Regions from separate parts of the Triticum aestivum genome. Here region 1 is linked to region 2. The links are chromatin contacts, called in public Hi-C maps. All regions are on one chromosome and are shown on one strand. Each heading gives the region's core, a stretch centred on a gene start, on an enhancer-like site or on the middle of the called end of the contact. The rest is flanking DNA. Distances are from core to core; before and after follow the strand shown.

Region 1 (6,772 bases), core at 3,453-5,952, 170 kb after region 2:
AGGAAATTCTCACACATTGAGACGAAAGCAGCAAGATATGATATAGCATTCGGGGGTTGATGGTTGATTTGTGCGCCAAATAAGTTCAAGAAACCACGGAAAAACGGGTGGGGAGGCAAAGAAAAACCTCTCTCTACATGAGTAAGGAGAAGAACCCGCTCTCCGGGGCGCGGAGCAGGCTCGAACTCCCCCTCTGACAATCTCCAGGAGCCTGGAGCCAGCAGACCATCGGCGGTGAGTCCCTCAAGATCTTCCTCCATGACCGACAAGGCGATCCAATCTCCTTGGATCCATCTCGGTGGCAGAGTGGGCCGCGAGGTCGAGCCCTTCTTGCCCTTGGTCGTCTTCTTGGCGCGCTCCAGTGCCTTCGTATTTTCCTTCGCCATCTTCGCGGTGGTCGACGAGAGAGCAGAGCGGCGTTGCGCTAGGGTGGGTGGAGCGGAGAGACGAGGAAGAAAGGGGAAAAGTGGTGGGCATTGTTGCACGCCTCAGCCGTGTCGACATATATACTCGCGCGTCCGAGTGACTGACCTATGGGCCCATGCAGTCTCAGTGCATCCCACAACTGGCGTCGGCCCGATACGTGGCAAAAAAGGCGAAGCAAAGATCGAGGAGTCCGTCCCCACTTGCCCCGCTTACCGCGTTGAGACCGGCTCGTGCACTTCTCCAAATTTTGAAATCCTGCAGAATCTGAATCCAGTGAATCGGTCGATCACGTCAGAGATATCCAAATCCAATCTGCTCGATGCTATGTTGTTTGTTTAAATCGGATACTCAAGAAGCCAAAATCGATCAAGTCGACTGACGGAGGATTAAAACTACTCATATACTTTCAAACCCTTAGAAAAGTGTCTCCGAGACATTGAGTCAGGTCGAAATCAACTTCAATCCTCCCTTCTTTGGTCCTCAATCCATTCGGGGGCTAATGATGATGACATGTACCTAGGGTAGGGTCCTAGGCCTGACCTACATGACCTACCCAAGGACACTACACAAGAGGCCAAGGCCTACAAAGATAAAAAGAAGATACCGACTGGAATCATCATAGGGTGCAATCCACTAGACAAAAGATCCACTCGGATACCCCAATTCTACTCGACCATAGTTATTCACTTGGAGGACAAGAATTCACTTGAAGGACAGAAGACCTAGAGTCACCTATGAATGGCAACGGTCAGACATTCACTCTGTAGCCTTAAAGATCATTAAACACAGGCGTTACCAGTAACATTCGCAACATTATTCTCTCATTGAACCCTTGCGTAAGTGAGGACTGCGAGGGGTCGACGCACTCTATATAAGCCACCCCTCCCCTCCGGCATAAGGGATTGAACCCCCTGTAACTCAACACTCCAATCAACAAAGCCTCTACGACACCAAGACGTAGGGCTGTTACCTCCTTCGAGAGGGCCTGAAATCGTAAATCTGAGTGTACAACCTCGCCGTAGCTAGGCTCTGCCCTCTCCTACGTACCCCCATCTCTACTGTCAGATCCGTTCCCACGACAGTGTCCCAGAGCCAGTTCGCCGCCTCCTATGCCTCCTAATTCAGATGTTTTCGAGGTGTCTCCTATGGTTCCACCATTTGTGGCTACATCATTTGTGTTGGCTCAGCCAATGCTACATCTCAAAAGGCAGCCACCAAGGATAAGAAGGAGGGTAAGGGGAACTCAATGAAATGACAGTCATTTCTATCGACGTTCGTGCTTAAAAGGATGTGTAATACCAGCCAGTAGGGTGAGGACTGACAAGGCCTTCAAGGAGGTGCACTTGAATGCTGTTGCTAAACAGGTGTTTGAGTTTTGTGGGAAGGAGGTCACCTCGACCCAAGTCTACAACCACCTTAGGAACCGGAGGGCGAGGTGGATCACTATGTCCAAGCTCAGAGATCTGAGCAGCGCTTCATGGGATTAGGAAACTTGCTTGGTCCTTTTGGAGGTAGAGCACTACCAAGGCCATACAACGGTTAGCTCACGAACCACCACCAGATGCAGCAGATCTTCTCCTTCGGAATGGCAACCGGCAAGCATGCCTTGGCTCCAGTCAGTCGCTCGGTTCTCCTATGCCCGAGTATCCACACAGCCAGGAATCATAGAACATCGTCCTTGATAGTCCAGACAAGGATGGTGACCACGTTTGTGTGCTTGCTATTGTTTTTTTGTTTTTTCCTTTTCACCCGTATTTTTTGTTTGTTTCTCTATTTTGTACTGATTTTTTCTCTATTCTTTCTTTTGTTTATTTGTTTCTTGCCTTTTTTCTTCATTTTTCTTCGGTTTTGTTGTCTCTTTTTGGTTTTCATCTGTTTTCTTTTGTTCTCTCGGGTTTTCATAGTTTTTCTATACAATTTTTTTTGTATATATATATAGTACATTTTTCTAATACACATTCAATATTTTTCAGATACAAGATTACCATTTTTTCAACACATGGTCAACATTTTTCTATACGCGTTTCACATTTTTCAAATACTAGATCTACATTTTTTTAATACATGGTCAATATTTTTTCTATACACATTTAACATATTTTCAAAATGCTCGAGTAACATTTTTCAAATACCAGGTCTACATTTTTTTAATAGATGGTCAAGATATTCTCTATACACATATAACATTTTTTTTCAAATGCATGACTAACATTTTTTAAATACCATATCTACATTATTTTAATGTCTGGTCAAAAAAATTATATACACATTTGACATTTTTTCAAATGCTTGGTTAACATTTTTCAAATACAAGTTCACATTTTTTAATACATGATTTTCCTATACAAATTTAAGATTTTCAAATATTTGTTAATTTTTTTTTCAAATGGTTGAATTTAATTTTTTTAAAATACATGAACAACTTTTTTCACACACAATGTATATATTTTGTATACACGACAACAATTTTCTCTATACACATATAACATTTTTTTCAGTACTTGGTTCAACTAATTTTCTTAATATTTTTATTTAGAATATTTAAAGTATAAATGAAATTAAAAAAAGGGGAAAAAGGAAAACAGACAATATTAAAAAGGATAAAAAAAATTTTGAGACATTGAAAAAGGAATAAAACTAAACGAGGCTGTAGCCTACCTGCGCATGGACCGGCCCATCGAGCGCCTCGCTTCAGGCGAGTCTTCCCTTCGGACTCGCTAGAAGCGACGTATAGACCCGCGCGTTTGTCCAACAGCTGAGCTTTCGCCGAAGGGCGCGCTAACGGCCGGCACATTCGAAGCCAGTCACAGTCGAAGTCGAGCAGGCAACTGTGACTGGCTAAAATGTAACGCTAACTTATAGGTAATAGCTACAGTTGTGTTGAAAATTTTCAAATTTTCTTGGAAAAAATGTGAGCAATTTTTTTTCTGAAAAGGTCGAATAATGTTTGAAAAAGTGAACAAATTAAAAATTCGAACAAAACTTTTAAATAACGAACAATTTTCGAAAGGAGAGCAAAAAATTGAAAAAACTAAACAATTCCAAATATGGGGTGAACATTATTTATATATATATATTGAACCTTTTTGCAGTATACCGTGACCAATATCAAAATACACATTGAACATTTGTGTCTCATATGTTGAAATTTTTTATAAAAACACAATGAACATTTTGTGACATACACTGAACACTTGTTAAATATTAATATAGGGGTGAACCTTTTCATAAAATATAAAATGATCATTATGTTTATAAAAAGGCAATGCACTTTGTATAATACACACGAAAAAAAATAAAGAACAAGAACAACACGAACAAGGAAAAGAAAATAATAGAAAAGAAATAGAAACAGAAACAGAAAAAGGAAGGGAAAAGAGAAGAAGAAGCTGATCAACGGTGGTCCGGCCCAACGTTGGGCATGGAAGGCTCGTCCTCACGAGAAGTGGTCCTCACGCTGATCAACGTTGGTTTGGTCCTTTTTTCCCTATATGATTCGAACTCCGCATGTCAACGTGATTGTCCACACAGGTTAACCACTAGGACACTCTCGGTTTGTAGATTACTAGTGGAAACAGAGCCCTTTTGACCATTCATACAGTACATACATTAAACATATAGTATTATTATACAGGCACTATAATTATTTAAACAAAGAAAACATAAATTTGAAGAAACATTCACAAAAACCACGAGTTGAAAGAAATAAAAAAAATCAAATTGGTTTGTACCAATTGAAAAAGTTCATGAGTTTTAAAAGGTTCTTGGAATTTGAAAACTAAAATCATCAAAATTTAAAAACCGTTCATTGAATTTGAGACAAGTTCATCAAATTTGAAAATAAGTTTATCCGAATTTTTAAAAAGTTTATCAAATTTCAAAAAGTTAATTTGAAAATAAGGTCTTTGGATTCTTCAAAAAATTCATCGATTCTAAAAAAAATCACCAATTTTTTTTTTATAAAAAATCATCGACTTTGAACAAAGTTAATCGATTTTGAAGAAAAGTTCATCAGTTTTGAATAAATTCACGAATTTGAAGAAAAACTTCAATCATATAGGGAAAAAAGGACCAAACCAATCCAAGAGAAAAGAAAAACAAAAAGAATAGATCAAACCAAACTGTTCCTGGAAAAAAGTAAAAAAAGAACAAAGAAGAAAAGTGATAAAAAGCTATAACTAACACAAAAGTGAGGTGGCTTAGTTAGTTAGCACAGCATTATGATAGCTAGGAGGACGCAGTTCAAGTCATGTCCACGCATTTAGGAAATCCTATTTGACGCATGTTGCGTTAAAGTGTTGGCTTTTGCACAAGCGATCAACCGAAGCGGCGCGATAAGCCGGGCCCGTTTGCTTCCACAGCGTACCTACAACCTCATCCGGTTTTGGGAAACTTCTAAAGGTTTTCTGTTTCTTTTTATTTTCTTTTTTTCATTTATGTATATTTTTGTTTTTAAAGTTTATTTTTTTTCGCAAAGATGTTTGAAATTGAAAAATGCGCATATTTTAAAAACTAATCTCAAAATGATTGGGTTCCCAAATTTTCTTTACAAATTGAAAAAATATTCCCATTTTTAAAAAAAATGTTCGTGTATTAAAAAATTGTTCATTTCTCAAGTTTATTTACTTAATATAAAAATGTTCAGTACAATTTAAAACTATTCTTGATTATTAAAATTATCAAACTTCAAAAAAGGTGTGCTTCCATTTTTTTTACAAATTCAAAAATGTCCGTGTGTTAGAAAAATTGTTTGGAATGACTCATCTACAAAAACACACACTTTTCCAAAAATGTTTGCGATTTCAAAAATTTCCATTTTGGAAAATAGTTTTGAAATTTGAAAAAAGTTATGTTTTCTTTTTTTGGAGTTTAAAAAAAGGTTCCATTACGAAAATTGTTCAATAATTTCAAAAAAATATTGGTGTTTTTATATATTTGTTAGGAGTTTAAAAGATGTTCGCATCTGCCCAGTTGTGTGGTGAAATTTCAAAAAAGTTCCAATTTTCAATAAAAGTGTTCATGATTTTGAAAGATGTTCATGCTTTTCAAAAATGTTCCAGTTCTATAAAAAAATCATAAATTTGAAAATTGTTGTTCTTTCACAAAACAGTCAGTTTTTCTAGAAAAAATTGCATTCAAAATTCCGAAAATAATTCAGATCTGCGTCGTGTATTGGTTCTTAAAGATTGACCCAGCTGACTAATCGGTAACGCTCACTAGCTCAGCCGGTTGCAGCGCGTGGTCTGTAGCACGAGATCCATGGTTTGATTCCCTGCGAGCTCGGATTTTTTTGGAGCTACAGTACAGGGTTGCTGGCGGTCATGGGCTGGCCAAGTTGGAGACCTGCTTGTGCTCGATGAAGACTCTTTGCCGCAAAGAGCTGAATATAGGAGGTCCCTCACCGGCTCCTGCAGAACCAAATAAGGAGTGCCAATAAGATCTGCATGCGCGCTGGGAAAGAATGCAGTGAGCATGCGCGAGTTTGGGCTGGCCCAGGTTTGGGGCATGACTTCCTTTTGTTTTTGTTTTTGTTTTTTTTGTCTTTGTGCTTCCTTAAAAAAAATCTTAAGTTAGATTTTTTAAATGTACAAAAATGTAAATAAAATGTTCACAAATGCAAAACAAATATTCATGAATTCAGAAAATGTTCACAATTTATAGAAAATGTTCCCTGCGAGCACAATTTTTTTGGAGCTAAAGTACAGGATCGCTGGCGGTCATGGGCCGGCCCAGTTGGAGACCTGCCTGTGCTCGACAAAGACACTTTGCCATAAAGAGATTTTTTTAGACAATCCCACGAAGCTTTTATTTAACCGTCACAATGTTTACAAAGAAAAAAGGAAATTAACTAGGATGACCTAACCAAACATGGCGGCCAAATCCTAGTTGCAACGCATGCTTCGCGAGATTGTGTGCCTCAAAATTCAAGCTCCTAAACTCATGAAAAAAATTACAAGTACTAAAACTATTAGAGTACTCTATGATTTCATGTATGATTGCACAATAACTTGCTCCGCTATTCTGCTTGATGTCATCAATCACTATCTTGCAGTCTGACGCCACATGGATGGAGTTTAAGCCCAGATCATCTGCCAGCGCCATCGATTCTCGGACCACCAACGCCTCCAGAGCAGTAGGATCATGGATGCCCTTAATAACCAGAGCAGAGGCCCCTATGAATGTGCCATTTTTGTCCCTGCATAATGCGACCGCTGAGCCTGCCCTTGACGTTCCTCTTATTGCAGCATCTACGTTTACCTTTGCACACTCTACCAATGGTGGAAGACAGTGAGTAGGCCTCTGTGCTCTAGGGAAAATGCTTCCCTGCACCGGTTTCTTCAAGATC
Region 2 (6,261 bases), core at 1,486-3,985:
AGTTGTAGTGGATAAGTTGATATTTTTTATATTACACTCGGTAAGGTGATACCTTTTGTTGAAGAACTTGTAGATACACCCAATATCTCGATCAAAATACCTGCAAAAACAAACCTCATGAATACTGAACAGAAAGCAGTCCGTTAGGCTTTAGCTATTAGAATATGCTACATACATCTGGGCATTCCGGTGCGAAACAGATACCATCTGTGGGAAGTCAATCATCGTAACAGTTTCATCATCGTCAATCTGCAGAACATCAATACACATGAAGGATAAAATATAGGGTAAGATACTGACAAATCAAAAAACTTCAGTTATGCCTGTTGAAGAATTAAATACTGAAAACACCATTCTGTTCAACTCAAAATGGCAGTTTGAAGGCATGTGTTTTCTTTTGTACACATGGCAAATCTTGATAAAGGTTACGATCGAAAATCACTATATTTCTCTCTGAAACCTCCAAAACCACTGACATCAGAGCATACTTCAAAGAAGCAGCACTGAAAAAAACATAATTGGTTCATAAACATGATGCAGAAACTACAGAATCTCAAACATTGCAAAGGCAAATACAAGAAAGAGAGAAACGAAGAATGGACAAGCTGACTTATCCAAGTGTAATGATGATAAGAGAGGGTAAAAGTAGTACCATGATATTGAATTCATTAAAATCACAATGTATAAGCCCATGCTCCGCCAAACGAATTACAAGACCAAGAATTTTGTCAAAAACATCATCTGGATTTTGCAATTCTCTTATCTGAACACTGCATAACAGAATGCAACGCCTATGTCAGTCTCTGCGTAAAGGGAAAAAGACTCATGAATAAAATTAAAATTCATTTACAGGAATGTCAACTTACAGTGGATATCCCGGCACAAGTGACATAATCACACAGTGCCGATTGCAGTCCACCGCTGTGGGAACAGGGAATCCATGGTCTCCTAAAGCCTTCAAGTGGAATGAGAAAACAATATAAGAGTGTTAAACAATTAAGCAGTTAGACAGATCAAAATTTAAGAAAAGTATAGCCATGCAAAAACCTTCATAAAAGCAAATTCCTTGAGGGCCGCCAGTCGTGATAAGTACAGCCAGTTAAAGCTCCTCCGGTGGGCTAAATAGTCACGCTTTGATTTGACAGCCCTAAAAGATGTCCTACCCAACCTATGAAGCTTCATGGCCAACACTGTTCCATCCTCCGTGGCAACCTCAAATATATCTATAAGAAAAATAAACATTCCACATAAAGCACTTGACATTTGCTAGGTACAATCTAGGATTCGATATGGCATTGCCATGGATTATGATAATCTAGTTTGGTTGGGCTCTGTTTACATGATTGGGTGTTTAGAACTTTAGATAGCTGTTCTTTTTCTTAATCAAGTAAAGCACAGGCAAGACAGGCAGTGGCTCGCATGTTTCACAATGTCTTTCTTGTGCAACTTTAAAATATATAAGTAAAGCACAGGATAACAACCATAAATTGAGGAAAAATATATAAAATGAGCAGGACATCAATAATCCATGTACCTGACTCTTTTCCAACACCGATTTGGCGACCAACCGAAGCAAAGACTCCACGATTGACCAAAGTTTTTATGGCGAGGAAGTCATACCCAAGGTATGTGAGCCGAAACCCATCATCTACAACCAAAAAAAGAAAAGCAGCTATGATAATCCAGATATACATCTAAGCATAAAATGACGCAAGATTCGACATCAATGACTCACACTTTTTACAATCATGGTGCACCAGTTTGTTCTTCAACAGATTCCGCAGCACTTTATATGTGCCTCCATGCCTAAATCCACAAAGAATTATAATACACTCACCAAGATATACCAAACCAAACAATATAATCCATTTGAAACTGATTTCCAAAGAATACTGAGCTCTAACACACAGAGAACCTAAGTTGTTTTAAGCCGTGGTCTTGGACCTTGAATTTTTCGACACACAGTCGACATTACATTACTGCAGCCAAAAGTTCTGACAGTGAATTCCAACTTCGTTTTAATCAACAGTTATGTATTACAACTATTGATATTGTGCATGACAAATTGCAAAGGTGCAAAGCTTAACCGAAACCCTGTGTGAAGTTCAGACCCAACGATTAAGCTTAAATGGCAGCCCACGAACTATCATATCAACTCGCCTGACTGCCTGAGAACGCTAATCACCATCCCCACACTTGGCAGCTAAATACACCTACCACAAGCATCAATTTCCCAAACCACACAAAGCAAAATTCACAAAAGAGCACGTGGTAGAACTCACTTCAATCCGGCGATGCGGTCGACGAGCTCCGCGGGCACGATCTCGTGCTGCGAATCCAAAAGCAAAACCGAAGCGTCAGGGCGAACAGTCTCACATGGCGTCGAGTTAAGGCTGGCTGAGGTGTAGGGTTTAAGGCCTTACGTTGCGCATGCCCATCTCGCAGGCGGTGAGGACGCGGAAGTCATCCTTGGAGAGGTAGCGGAGGGCGTTCACGTCGAGCTTCATGGTCTCCTCCTCGCAGCGGCTGACAGGAGTGGCAGGCGAGCGGGTGGGCGGGCTGGCGGCGCTAGAGGCAGATGGAGGGGAGGAGGTGGTCGAGGAGGAGGAGGCAGCGGCTTGGAACGGCGGCGGAGGAGGAGGAGGCGGCGGTGGACGGCGAGGGGTCGATGGGAAGGCAGCGGGCGGTGACTGGGATGGTGGATGGGCTCGGCGCCGTCCTGGCGGCTAGGGTTGGTTTGAGGCGAGACACCACGAGTGTACTGGGCCAGCCCACTCTGATGATTCGCGCACCGCTACTTGAGAGGTTTTCGTTGTTCGGTATGTTCTAGCCCGATAACCGGCTTTCGAATCTTTTTTACATTTTACATACTATACAAAATAGAAAGAATTCCTTAAAAAGGTTAAAAAAATAAGAATATATTAATATTTATTTTACGGGTTTTCAAAAACTGAGAAATTAAATACTCACTACTAGAACGCCCATGCGATGCCACGGGCTTTAAAAAAATTGTGATGCTACTGAGCTAAATTAACTAAGAACGATGCAAGTCTCCGCTAACACACATCTTAAATCCTCGGTTCTGAGCTAACATAGTTCTTCAAAATGTTACAGTTTAAAAAAATGTTTGTAAATTTAAAAAACATATTCACTGCATATTAAAAAAATATAAATTGTTCAAATATGTTGGCATGTTCAAAAACTATTTGAATTGCATTGCATAAATTTCATCATGCTGTTGTAAAATATTACGGCTAAAAATATAAAATGTGCAAAATACTTAAAAGATTTTTTATGATTTAATAAAAAAGATTCATGATTAGTAAATAGAGAAAAATGGGGGGAAAAGAGAAGGACAAAATAAATCCAAAGTAACCGAGAAAAGCCCAAAGGAAGTCGGTGGAGAAAAAAATAGTCAAGAAGGAATGGTTTTTTTTTGTGGGTTAGTGAAGAAGAAAGAAAGAAAAAGGAATAAAAAGTAAGGAAATGGAACCAGAAAAACCAACAAACCAAAGAGAAAGAAAAAATGAAAGGAAAAAAATGAAGTAAACCATGAAAACCAGAAAAGGAAAGATGAGCCAAAATTGTTGAAACGAAATGAAGCTGCTTCTGATTCACTCCTCAAGTTGGTCTGTCCCACTACGCTCTGCCATGCGTGTTTGTCGAGCAATTTGACACAATAAGCAACAAATAGGGAATTTCCTATGCCAAATCACTAGAGCATCTCCAATAGACAATCCATGTAAAAATAATTAATTGTTGAATCTTCTGAGACAAAAAACTGCTCTCCAACAGATGGTCCATATGCCAAAAAAATACATCTCCGCCTCCCGGAGATGTAAAATACAACAATCGCGGTGCAAATTTACATCTTCGGAGATAGGAGATGCAAAAACCGCGGTCGCGCGCCAATGCCTAACTGAAAGTGCAACTAATCTCTGGGTGGTTTTGGTAATTCTTAACAACATATAGCTCATTGAACTAATACTCTTTCAAGATGATCATTTCGGAAAGTTCAATGATTGGCATGGCATGGACTAGAGATGTGGACCCCTCAAAATGCTAAGGACACATATTGGCAAAAGCTCAAGACTCTACATTTTCATTTTAGTGATCCAAGATCACATTGAGTCCATAGGAAAAGTCAATACTATTAAAAGGGGATGGGGTGTTGCTTAATGGCTTGCTTGCTCAAAATGCTTAGTGATATGCTCCAGAAGCCCTCAATCACTTTCTCATTCCCACATATGTCCTAAACCTAAAGTCAAACTCGGCCCCACCTATTTGATCTATCCGGCGCCCCCGAGTTCATTTGACATAGCCACTGCCACAAACCCTAATCAGTTCGGTCTCACCGATAAGGATCTTGGTCTTACCAAGATGGGATTGCAAACTCTCTGTTTACCTTCGTGACGTTTTGTTCTCACCAAAATGAGCGCTCGATCCCGCCGAGTTCGCAATGCAAACTCTCTATTTCTTTTTCATAATGTTTCGGTCTCACCGAAATGAGCGATCAGTCCCACCAAGTTTGCCTGACCAACTCTCTGTTTGCCTATTACTGAAAACGGTCCCACCGAGTTCATGTGATCGGTCTCACCGAGATCAAGTTATACCCTAACCCTAGCGCATCGGACCCATCGAGTTGATGTTGTCAATCCCACCGAAAAGCCTAACGTTCACATTTTGAACTGAATCGTTCTGACCGAGTTTCACTATTCGGTCCCACCGAGTTTGGGAATTTATGTGTAACAGTTAGATTTTGTGTGGAGGCTATATATACCCCTAACCCATTCTCCATTCATGGGGAGAGCGATCAGAACGTGCCTACACTTCCACTACTCATCTTCTGAGAGAGAATCACCTACTCATGTGTTGAGACCAAGACATTCCAGTCCAACCACAAGAATCTTGATCTCTAGCCTTTTCCAAGTTGTTTTCCACTCAAATCATCTTTCCACCATATTCAAATATGTGTGTGAGAGAGAGTTGGGTGTTTGGAAGACTATCATTTGAAGCACAAGAGCAAGGAGTTCATCATCAACACACCATCTATTACCTTTTGGAGAGTGGTGTCTCCTAGATTGGTTAGGTGTCACTTGGGAGCCTCCCGTCAAGATTGTGGAGTTGAACCTAGGAGTTTGTAAGGGCAAGGAGATCGCCTACTTCGTGAAGATCTACCCGAGTGAGGCAAGTCTTTCGTGGGCAATGGCCATGGTGGGATAGACAAGGTTGCTTCTTCATGGACCCTTCGTGGGTGGAGCCCTCCATGGACTCGTGCAGTCGTTACCCTTCATGGGTTGAAGTCTCCATCAACGTGGATGTACGATAGCACCACCTATCGGAATCATGCCAAAAATCTCCGTGTCTACATTGCATTTGCTCCCTCCAAACTCCTCCCTTTACCTTCATATGCAATGATTTACATTCCGCTGCTATACTCTTTGAATTGCATTTCGCTCCCTTTACCCACCTAGAAGAGGAGGAGGAGGAGGAGGAGGAGGAGGAGGAGGAGGAGGAGGTGAAGAAGCAGGACAAGGACGGCCCCTCGATGATGATCCCCATCGAGTCATTGTGCAAGGAGGACGAGGAGTTTTTTGGGCTCTCGAATGACTCCGAAGAGTCGTACTGGATGCCCTCGGACAACGAGTAGTTCTACTAGTTTAAATTTATGTCATCTATGTTTGAACTATGTTTGGGTTTGATGTTTGAACTATGTTGAGATGAAGTAGTAGTTGGTCGTTTTCAGAATTTTACATCTTTGTTTTGGACCATCTATTGGAGTTGCTCTTTTACATCTTCGTTTTGGGCCATCTGTTGAAGTTGAGCCTTTTCCAGAGATGTAAAAAGCACTTTTTGGTGATGTAAATTTTTACATCACTGATTTGGAGCACCAAAATATACATCATCTATTGGAGATGCTCTAACCCTCAAAATGAAAAAAATACTAGAGTTGTTAGGGCTTTGCCGGTTGGGTAAATATAGTACTTGCACTAATAAAGTGTAACGTCCCGGATTCAATGCGCCAGGTGTCTGCCAATTATTCGCCGTCGTTGCCATGTCATTTGCTTGCGTGTTGCATTTTGCCATGTCATCATCTGCATTTCATCTGCATGTTTTTCAAAACTTGCATCCGTTCGGGTTCCGCTGGTTCTCTCTGTTGCCCGTTCGGAGTCCAGACACACTCGCACGCGCCCACGGCACCTCCGAAATATTATTTTATAAGTGGCATAAAAATGTTCTCAGAATAGGACAAAAGTTGGT

Evidence for each region. A called contact is a pair of places that touch in the nucleus more often than the background predicts.
Region 1: a contact with region 2 is called in a Hi-C map of root, with 7 times the contacts expected there. The contact joins the enhancer-like site here to the promoter of LOC123071775 in region 2. A contact is called at or near these places in 2 of 5 Hi-C or Micro-C datasets (leaf and root).

The regions. Positions count from the first base shown.
Region 1 is chr3B:690,087,504-690,094,275 of IWGSC CS RefSeq v2.1, forward strand. No RefSeq gene overlaps it. Among protein-coding and RNA genes, the nearest start is that of LOC123066083, 65 kb to the left of the region's middle. Within about 2 kb of position 4,703, at least 1 of the 8 cell types and tissues checked has an H3K27ac peak or open chromatin away from gene starts, as enhancers often do. A contact at or near this core is called in root, where this site is marked.
Region 2 is chr3B:689,918,119-689,924,379 of IWGSC CS RefSeq v2.1, forward strand. It overlaps LOC123071775 (serine/threonine-protein kinase rio2), which reads right to left and starts at 2,736. Exons shown (of 13, transcript XM_044495359.1): 1 at 2,424-2,736; 2 at 2,283-2,329; 3 at 1,736-1,806; 4 at 1,535-1,648; 5 at 1,048-1,223; 6 at 867-955; 7 at 653-770; 8 at 176-249; 9 at 53-100. The coding sequence starts at 2,507.